Regions from separate parts of the Mus musculus genome. Here all the other regions are linked to region 1. Evidence: chromatin contacts called from public HiChIP or PLAC-seq and promoter capture Hi-C data. All regions are on one chromosome and are shown on one strand. The core of a region is the stretch at or near the end of the contact, and the rest is flanking DNA. Distances in the headings are between cores, read along the strand shown. Region 1 holds the start of Aff1 (AF4/FMR2 family, member 1). Region 2 has its middle 27 kb from the start of Gm30443. Region 3 has its middle 7.2 kb from the start of Gm30443.

What was found. Promoter capture Hi-C pulls out the DNA fragments that hold promoters and counts their contacts. HiChIP or PLAC-seq counts read pairs in DNA pulled down with a chosen protein or histone mark.
Region 2: a contact with region 1 is called in a promoter capture Hi-C map of the SN4741 cell line, with 3 times the contacts expected there. The contact joins the enhancer-like site here to the promoter of Aff1 in region 1. A contact is called at or near these places in 1 of 39 promoter capture datasets (the SN4741 cell line), 2 of 484 Hi-C or Micro-C datasets (CD4 T cells and nephron progenitors) and 8 of 115 datasets of contacts at active chromatin or transcription factors (effector CD8 T cells, embryonic basal ganglia, embryonic midbrain and 5 more).
Region 3: a FOXA1 HiChIP or PLAC-seq map of pancreatic cancer cells shows a contact between it and region 1. The contact joins the enhancer-like site here to the promoter of Aff1 in region 1. A contact is called at or near these places in 6 of 484 Hi-C or Micro-C datasets (CD4 T cells, CD8 T cells, cerebral cortex and 1 more) and 17 of 115 datasets of contacts at active chromatin or transcription factors (T-cell acute lymphoblastic leukemia, craniofacial prominence, effector CD8 T cells and 13 more).

What each region holds. Positions count from the first base shown.
Region 1 is chr5:103,752,863-103,755,875 of GRCm38.p6, forward strand. It overlaps Aff1 (AF4/FMR2 family, member 1), which reads left to right and starts at 1,300. Exons shown (of 20, transcript NM_133919.4): 1 at 1,300-1,483. The coding sequence starts at 1,467.
Region 2 is chr5:103,385,579-103,388,908 of GRCm38.p6, forward strand. No RefSeq gene overlaps it. Among named protein-coding and RNA genes, the nearest start is that of Gm30443, 27 kb to the left of the region's middle. Within about 2 kb of position 2,068, at least 93 of the 459 cell types and tissues checked have an H3K27ac peak or open chromatin away from gene starts, as enhancers often do. A contact at or near this core is called in the SN4741 cell line, nephron progenitors and stem cell-derived neural progenitor cells, where this site is marked.
Region 3 is chr5:103,365,617-103,368,769 of GRCm38.p6, forward strand. No RefSeq gene overlaps it. Among named protein-coding and RNA genes, the nearest start is that of Gm30443, 7.2 kb to the left of the region's middle. Within about 2 kb of position 1,670, at least 53 of the 459 cell types and tissues checked have an H3K27ac peak or open chromatin away from gene starts, as enhancers often do. A contact at or near this core is called in CD8 T cells, effector CD8 T cells, memory CD8 T cells and 1 more, where this site is marked.

The DNA of each region.
Region 1 (3,013 bases), core at 50-2,549:
GAACAGTGCTTTCTGTGCACTTCCCGTTTGTCACAAGGAGGAGGAGGGAGGGAGGAGAGACAGAGAGACTGACATAGAGACAGAGGGAAAAACCCCGCATTTCAGAGTCAAAATTCAAAGGACTAGTTAGTTCATCAAGGGCATTCCTAAAGTACACGAGTTCTCCAAACTACTACTGTAGGTGGTGGAGAAAGCAGTGTCTGGCAACTTGTCTCACTTGCCACCACAGCCTTCATTCCTGCGAAGGCGTCAGTCGTTCTCCACCATCAGAGCTAAAGCCAGGGGAGTGAAAGACAAGCTTTGTCTTGTGTTCTTATGTAAGTAGTTCTGACCTCTGAGAGGGACTACCGGAATCTGGAAACTTGCGGTATTTAGAAACTGGGCAATCAGTTACATGAGCAATATAATGTGGTGAGTCCCGGGTCGAACCCGGAGCGCACCAAGAAAGTGTCCTTCCAGCAGCAGGCTGGTCCTCCGGGATGCCCCTGTTAAGTCTTCTCCCTGCCTTTCTGCCCATCGTTGTTTTCAGCCGCTTCCCAGGCAAAGCCTGGTGTCTTTCCTGTGTCTGAGTTGACGCAATTTTCGATTGTGCTTTCGAGCGTTTACGTTGGTTTGCATCATGGTTTTTGTTTGCGGGGGGTGGGGTGGGGTGGGGTGGAGGGGAAGCAATTCTTTTAATTTATTAGGGGACTTCCCTGAATGGCTGTCTTCTGTGTAATCGCATGTTGCCTCGAAGAGGGAAGTCGTATAAACACTTGTTTCTGGGCACTTTCAAAACTGAAAGCAAAGTTGAAGAAGGGTTGCTAGCCGATCCCTGATGTTTCCGATGGCAAGCCCCGCAGCAGCGGCCAGAAGCAGCGAAGGCAGTGATCCGATGCTCCCACTCCCAGCACATCCCCACGGCAGCAGGACCCTGAGGTCCCAGCCCGAGCGCGGGGATCTCTGTAGCGCGCGTTTGAACACAGCCGAATTGGGGGCAGCGGCGGCGGCGGAGGTGCGCGCTGCCCTTAAAAGGAGGCGGGCCGTACCACCGCGGCGCCTGCGGGGGGGTCCCGGCGAGCTCGGGCACCTCGAGGGGAGCCCAGCGCCGCGCACATCGCCCCCGAAGTGCGGGCGAACTGGGAGCCGGGACCCCGCAGCGGGCGGTGCGGACGCACCCCTTGGTCTCTGGTGACCCGACAGTGCCCCGGGGCGGCGGGCATCGCCGCTCCCTGGGCTCCAGGGAGGTGCGGCTCGCCCGGCTGCCCCCGGTGCCCGGATGTCCGTCAGGCTCGGCGCGAGCCGAGGCTCCGGGGGGCGGAGGCGGTGCTGAGGACACAGAGCTGAGGACGCGGCTGCCGAGAGCGCAGAGTCTGCGGGGCAGTATCGCCGACGGCTGCGGCCGACGCTGAGAGCGGCGCGGGCGAGAGAGCCTGCGGGGCGAGCGCGCAGATGGATTTGGGACGCCAGGCAGTGTGAGCCGAGCCATGGCAGCCCATTCCAGGTGAGGCTTGCGCAGGGGGCGTCTGGGACCCGGGAGTGGCCGCGGAGCCCGGGGCAAGGGCGGCGCGGGTGGGAGTGCCGGGGGGGGGGGGCGGGGACCGCAGGAAGCCAGCGGCTGGATCACTGCTATCTCATCCCTGAGTGTCGGGTAGAAAAGTGTGTGAACCGAGTGCAAAGGGACCGCCCGGAAAGTTAAGGTTAAAGATTCCGCTTCTGGCCCGAAGAACTGTTATTTTCGGAAAGTGAAGTTGGTTTCTCTCCTGCCGGAGCCTGGATTTTCACTGAGGTGCCTGTGCACAATCCTCCGGCTCTACTCGTTGCTGGTTTGGCGTCTTCCAAAGAAATTTGGAAGCGCACTTAATGGAAACGAGGATTCTCCCACGAGAGAGTGGTGGAGCCTGGTGAGTAATATAGTTTTTTTTTTTTTTTTTTTTTTTTTTTTTTTTTTTTCCTGCTAGAATGTACGATTCCACATAAAACGGCACAGTCAGAGTGAATCTGCTGAGTAGGCAAAGGCCGGAATGCGCTGGGTTGGTGAAGGGGAGCCTGGCTAATGACCCGCAGTTGCTGTCAGGGGAGTGCCCTGTACTGCAAGGACCGAGTCTTGCCTTCTCCCGGGTTTGAAGGTTTTGAAAGGAGCCTTAAAACTTGGCCGTACACCGGTGCCCAAGATTGAGGCTGTTGGGTGTCATCGCGCTTCGGTCTCTACAGCTGTTGGTTACGGAAAACAGGACCCGTCGAACCTTTTCAAAACTTATGCCAGAAGGCAGTGTGATTGCACAAGTTTACAATTATGGAAATGTTCTTTAGCCTTAATACTTGATTTAGGATAGTGATTTGGTAACATATCTGGACGCTGAGCTGAGGTAATTTTAGTAATTTTAGGTCTAAAGATCATGGAGAACAGTAGATTTGTAAACGTTAGAGACTGAGTAGATAGAACTTGAATTTTTCTAAGAGATAAAACTTCCTAGAAGGAACTTCTCTAAACAGAAAACCTTCTAAGTGTGTCTTACTTTAAAAACAAGTTTAATCCTCTCAACTTGGCTTAGTTGTGTCTTCATCTTATTGAGTGTTGGAAGGAAGGGGTTCCTAACGGGACAGAGGAGTAGGGGAACAGAAGTTGCACCTCAAACTTCTGCTAAATCTTAACTAAAAAGCAACCGTTAGCTTTTAGCACAAACAGAACCTGTAGATTTTCATATTACAGTGACTGCAGATGTCTTCAATCTCTAACGTTTCCCATTTGCTTGAAATTAAGGAACTGTTTGTCGTTCATGGCTAGTAATTAAAATATGTTATAGCTGGATATGGTTGCCCATGCCTTTAATCCCAGCACTTGCCTTTAATCCCAGCACTCAGAAGGCAGAGGCAGGAGGATCTCTGAGTTCTGGGGAAAGCCTTGCTCACCTTTTAATCCCAGCATTCAGAAGGCAGAGGCAGGGCGATCTCTGTGAGTTCTGGGGAAAGCCTGGTCTACAAGGAGAGTTCCAGGACAGCCAGAGCTGTTGTTTGTTACACAGAGAAACAG
Region 2 (3,330 bases), core at 818-3,317, 370 kb before region 1:
AGGGTCTTCCTGAAGAAGTAAGCAATAAAGCTTTTGCCGCGGAAGATTCCGGTTTGTTGTGTCTTTCTTGCCGGTCGAGTGGGACACAATATCCTTCCTCATATCTATGTCTTCTAGGACACTGCTTATGCTGTCCTCTGGAAGTTTCAGTGTTTCAGGTTTAGGTCTTTGATCCATTTGGAGTTAGTATGAGAATTTAAATTTATACAAGTAATATATAAAAACCTAATTTATGTAAGACTATAGATCCAGATCTAATCTCATTCGTGGACATCCAGTTTTCCCAGCCCCATTTGTTGAAGACACTTCCTTTGTCAGCATATGTTATCCGAGTCTTGGTAAAATACTAAGTGGCCACCCTTGGGCCTTTGATTTTGTTCCTTTGTCTTATGTTTCGGTTTTTGTATCAATAACTATTGTTTCTGTTACTACAGCTCTAATGTATCTTAAGACCTAGAATGGAGATCCTTCCTGCGTTGTTCTCTTTGCTCAGGATTACTTTGACTCTTCAGGGTCTTTGCAACAGAATTTCTAGCATTTATCAGCTCATGGCCATCTGAAATAAAAGCTACCTTTCACAAACTCCTTTGACTTAAATATCTTCCTATCCTGCGGTAAAATGTTGACAAGAAGAATGTAAACCTTTCTAGGGAGTCGTCTCAAGGGGACAGGACAGGCCTGTCTCTGTCCATATCTTCTTCCTGGTAACTGGCCTGCACACGTGATGAGCGGAGCTGACTCAGCTCTTCCGCAGGAGAAGTGGACTTTTAAGCAGAGGCTACAGCAGAAGCCTGGTTCTCTTATTTCATACAGTGCTATATAAACCACGCTGAACATCTGGACGTGACCATTTGAAACATGGCTAGTCTAAAGTGATCTGAACAAATGTGTATGATAACAGAGACGCCGGGCTGAAAGAATGTTCATTACTGTTCTCAAGGCTGTGGCAAAATGCCTTACAAAGCAACTTAAGGTGGGGCGTTTCTCTTGGCTCACAGTTTACATAGATTAGGAGCTGGTGTTGCAAGGCAATGGTAGAATAACTTAGTATGCAGCAGGCCCTAGATTCAAATCTCAATCACACACATCAGCACATGCACATGCTCTCTCTCTCTCTCTCTCTCTCTCTCTCTCTCTCACACACACACACACACACACACACACACACACACACACACTTGTAGAAAACTTGACAAAGCAAGTTTGGTTGGCATGTCTATGCCTGTGAGATAGCCAAGATCCTCTTGAAAAGATTGATTAGGACTGGAAATTATAAGTTGGAATTGGATAGAGGTTTTGAAATCATAAAAAGATGTCCTAGAATGATGTCTTAGTCACTATTCTATTGCTGTGAAGAGACCGACCCCATAACCAAGGCAACTCTTACAAATCACAAAAGTGGGGTGGAGTTACAGTTTTAGAGGGTTAGCCAATGATTATCATGATAGGAGGCAGGCAGGCAGGAAGGATGCTGGAGCAGTAGCTGAGTGTTTTACATCCTGATCCACAAGTACCATGCAGAGAGACACACACACATCCGCCATCAAGGACACACTTCCCAATCCTTCTGAATAGTTTGTGAGCTGAGGAGGACTAAGCTTGCAAATCTAGATGCCTATGATTGGCATTCTCCTTCAAACCCCACAGATGTGAATGAAATCGTATCTCTAAAACTGCAGAAAAAAGGATCAGAGAGTGAGAAGATGAGATCCGAGGAGGGAAATAGAGCGTGGAGGGCATGTCAGAAAACAATTCATGTTAGTATCACACCCTACTGTAAATACTGAGTTGAAAAAATAAAATAGTCTGGGCTCTATTTGCCCTTAAGAAACTGGCTAGAATGGACAACTTGACTGTCTGTGTCTAATAAAATGCCGGATTTGAGTATATCATTTGCCTTAAATTCCACAATGTGCAGGGGAGCTTGGGGTTTTTAGGTCCCTATGGCAACAGGGAAAACCTTGACCTTGCTTTTAACTCCCTTCCTCGTTTAAACAGCTGAGGTCTGGGCAAAGGAGATGGCGGAAGTGCTCTGGAGTGCTCATCAAGACTGTGGCTGCAGGCCAACAAGCAGAACACATTGGCTCTGTACTGTTAGTGACCCGGCAAACTACAGTTCTGGTGGTTTTGTGAGCCACTCAGCCCCTCAGCAGCTCTGAGACTCCTCTTTCACTCTTTCTCCCAGCGCCACTGAGTAAACAACAGGCCCAACATCCTCTGTGTGACTTCCAATCTTAGCTCCAACCACTAAGCCTAAACACTCACAGTCATCTGCACAGAACCACTCCCCTTGAGCCTTCCCTGTTGAGTCCCAGGCACTCACTCAGTTCCCAAGAGCCCTTGTCTGTCAACACCCAAAAGCTGTAGCTTGCTACAGGCCTGCACATGCTGGCAAGAGACGAGGCTTCTGGGCCGGGGAAGAAGGACTCTATCCCTTGCGGAACAGCGGACAGCATGTGGTTCATGTTCCTGCCATTTGGTCTGCACTTGTCTGGGGAGTGTGGTGTGAAGCAGCGACGGGGACTTTTGCATTGGTACTTGGTCCACACACCTGCTAAGAGACTGAGCCCGGCAAACACCAGCAGCTTAGAGCTGCTGCCAGACCTGCAAACCTTTGTCCTGGGAGGAAACTTATCTTTGTGAAAGGGAGCAAACAAACCTGCCCTCTGCTCTAGCGACAGAGATGCTCCTCTTGCAAGGTTGTTCTCTATACAAGCGCCCATGAAAAGAGAATCCCAAGGGTTCAGCCATTCTTCCCAGGGCTGTGCAGCAACATGAGCTCTATGGAGAACTCTCTCCCTCCCAGTCCGAGGCTCATACCATCCTTCCTTTTCCCTCTCTGAAACTCCTTCTTGCACACCTTTTATAGATATATTTATTATAAACCACTCTCATTATATTTTAATAAATCAATATTCCTTAATGACAGATTTCTACTCTTAAACCCATAAACATAAAATGCTGGCCAGAACTGCCATGATAACAAAGTATTGCAGGAGAGAGGAAGCTTGTTAGATAGCTCATGGACAGAAGGAAGTAAAAAAAAAAAAAAAATAATAAGAAATTAACATTACTTCATTCTGCCTGTATTGTGAGATCACTAAAGAGTAGAAAACACGGGCTGGTGAGATGGCTCAGTGGGTAAGAGCACCCGACTGCTCTTCCGAAGGTCAGGAGTTCAAATCCCAGCAACCACATGGTGGCTCACAACCATCCGTAACGAGATCTGACTCCCTCTTCTGGAGTGTCTGAAGACAGCTACAGTGTACTTACATATAAATAAATTAATCTTAAAAAAAAAAAAAAAAAAAAAAGAGTAGAAAACACAGA
Region 3 (3,153 bases), core at 420-2,919, 390 kb before region 1:
CCCACCCCACCCCGGGACTCCCTCACCCAGCCTGTGGAATTACCTTGTACAGCTCCAGGACCAGAGTCAGCAGGATGTGGCTATGACCACTTTAGAAAGTTAAGCAAAATACCACGACACTGGTGACCCTTGGAAGAAGTCTTGCTAAGCGAAATAATCTCTACGGGGGGGGGGGGGGGGGAAGAAAAATATTTGCTGTGACTCCGTCTACACTTAGAGAAAGCGCAGCAGTGGTTACCTGAGGCTGGTGGGGAGGTGAGAGGGGAGGGTTTAGTTTCACCACAGGAAGAAGACTGTTCTGGAAACAGCAAGCAACAAGGGTCACACAACAGTATAGGGTGGAATGCCGCCGAACTGCATACATAAACATGGTTAACGTGGTAAGCTTTGTTATGAGTAGTTTATCACGAAAATAGATTCAAAGCTACAGTACAGTTTAGTGCAAAGCTAACGTGGCCGCCTCCATCTGTTCTGGGATAACTCACTCTCGGGCTCAATCTCTCCCACCCCGAGCTTCCCCAATTACTCTGAGCATACCTTCACTCTTCCTTGTTCTTGGCTACTTTGTGGCCTGGCTGTGGATGTTTCTTTAAAATCGAGTGTTTGAGCAGTGGGAGCCAAGAGTTGCTAAATAAATATATTTTACCAAAGTATTGCTCCCTTCTCATGGTCCTGCTGTTTGGTTTTCCCACCTCTGTGGACTCCACACCCACAGACTCAGCCTCACGTTCTCTCTAACTAGAGATCGTGGAAACTAACCTCCCTGCTCTCTCCCTGTTCCAGGGAGGCCCGATTCGATCCCGCAGCCTGGAAGCAGGAGTCTGATACCATACAGCTCCCAAGGCTCTGCATTCATTATTACTCCACTTTCCCGCTGAATAATATTGCCTTCGTTACCTACCTCGCCAGAACGCACAAACAGTGAGATATCTTTCTGCTCTTCCCAGTGACTTCGACTGTGTACGCCATGCTTGTTTCAGATACAGTCAGGAGTTACTGGGGTATTTTAGGGATCACACTATCATTACCAATCAAGGGGGTGGTGGTGTGTTTTAGAAAAAGAAAGGAAGCCAGGGATGTGTTTGGTGGAGGCGAGGTATGGTGTGGGGGGAGGGGTGTGTCTCTTCAGGCCATGTAGAAGCATCCCTTTCTGCTGAGGGACAGGCCATGGTATAGAATAGAATAGTTTATTTAGGGCAGGGGGGGGGGGGAATTGAGAGAGTAGAGACAGAAAAAGGCAGAGAGAGAGAGAAATAGAGAGAGGGAGGAAGGGAGGAGGAGGGGGGGAGGAGGAAGAGGAAGAGGAGGGAAGTTGGGAGGGGAGGGGAGTAGAAACCGGCCATGAGCACATGGAGAGAAAGTGGGGAGAGGAAAGGGGAAAGAGGAGGAAGAGGGTACGGGATCAAAAGCAAGAGGAGAAGAGCAAGAGAGGGGGTGGGCAAGCAGCCCCTTTTATGGTGAGTCAGGCATACCTGGCTGTTACCAGGTAACTATGGGGCAGAGCCTAGAGGAAATGTCTACAGGTGGTAGTTTTTAAGTTAACCACAAAACCTCTTCAAATGCAAATGTATCACTTTTTCTTTTGTTTACCTGAGTTCTAACAAACTGTATGTGCACTGTTCTGGGAATCCATGAGTCCCAGGGCAGAAACGTCAAGATGTGTAAGACCCAGAAACGTCATCTAATGCAAATTTGAGCATGCCCGCTCACTGTACTGAAAGTGTCCACAATGACATCATCTGAGTACCATTCTTTAACCCCATGATTCACATACCTGCCCCTGAGGCAGCTTCGTAAATATCCCCAGCAAGGAAGTGCACCGTGGGCTCCCTAGACCGGGTCATACCATTGATCACCGTTTTGGAAACGAAGTGAACTCCTCCGGCCCAAATCTTCCGGGACTGGAATCCATTATGATAACACATTGGAATGCCACCGCCCAATTAAAGGAAATGCGGTTTCCTCAAAGAAACTTCTCAGAATTGGAGCAGGATGGATGTAATATGAACCCAGTGCTTCCTGTAGTATCAAAAAGCTTAGTCAAAGGGACAGGAGCACAACAGAGGAGCACAGAAGTCCACCTGAGAGGGCTTGCAGTGGCTAAGGCTGGGCTAATTAGGGTGGTAACAGAGACAGCAATTCAGTAGGTTATCAGCCGGTATTTAAATAATTACCTGTGAGCTCATAGTGTTATAAGTGAATAGGTAGGGAAAGGCAGAGTGAATTCCACTTGGTAAATTCTTGGTCTTCCAGGAAGGTGGAGGTTAATTCCCCCCGCAGGCCCCCTCCTGCTTCAGTGGCCTGTTTCCAGAGAATGTAACCAGAAGCATTGAGACTTCACTAAGAAGAAATCTGGCAAGCAACAGGGGAGACTCACATCATCAACACGAGCTTGTTGGATGCCCGTATACCTGAGAGGCTGTGAGGGAAGGTGCTTCTTTCTAGAACGTTCTAATCACAAAAAGATCAGGTATCCCCAGTTCAGAGGACTTTTCTACAAAAGACCTATCCAGCTCAGTGCCTCACAGACAAGCTAGGAACCAGGACAGACCAATGGACAGGACAACTTACCATAATGCCATGTTCCAGCTTGGGTCTTAGGATAGAAAAAAAAAAAAAAAAAAAGGTATTGCTGGGGGGTGGGGGGAGTGGCGAAAAACAAAGACAAAAACAACAACAAACCTAGTGAAATCTAGATCTGAAATTTAGTTAATTGTGACAGGGTTTCTCTGTAGAGCCCTGGCTGTCCTGGAACTCACTCTGTAGAGCAGGTTGGCCTCAAACTCAGAAATCTGCCTGCCTCTGCCTCCCAACTGCTGGGATTAAAGGCATGCGCCACCACTGCCCAGCTATGGCTTGCACACTTAAAGGACTTTTAATCCCAGCACTTGGCAGGCAGATTTCTGAGTTCCAGGACAGCCTGGTCTACTGAGTGAGTTCCAGGGCAGCCTGGGGTACACAGAGAAACCTTGTCTCAAAATACAAAACAAAACAATTAAAAAAAAAAAAAAAAAAAAAAAAAAAAAAGCATGAACTCAGAGTTCTGTGTTGCAAGGAATGTGCTCTACTCTAAACTGCGTCTTGAAAGCTCCTTGGTCTGCATGGGAACATGCTGGTCTTTGAAGATGTTGCCCTTAGAGAAGCAGTGTGGGG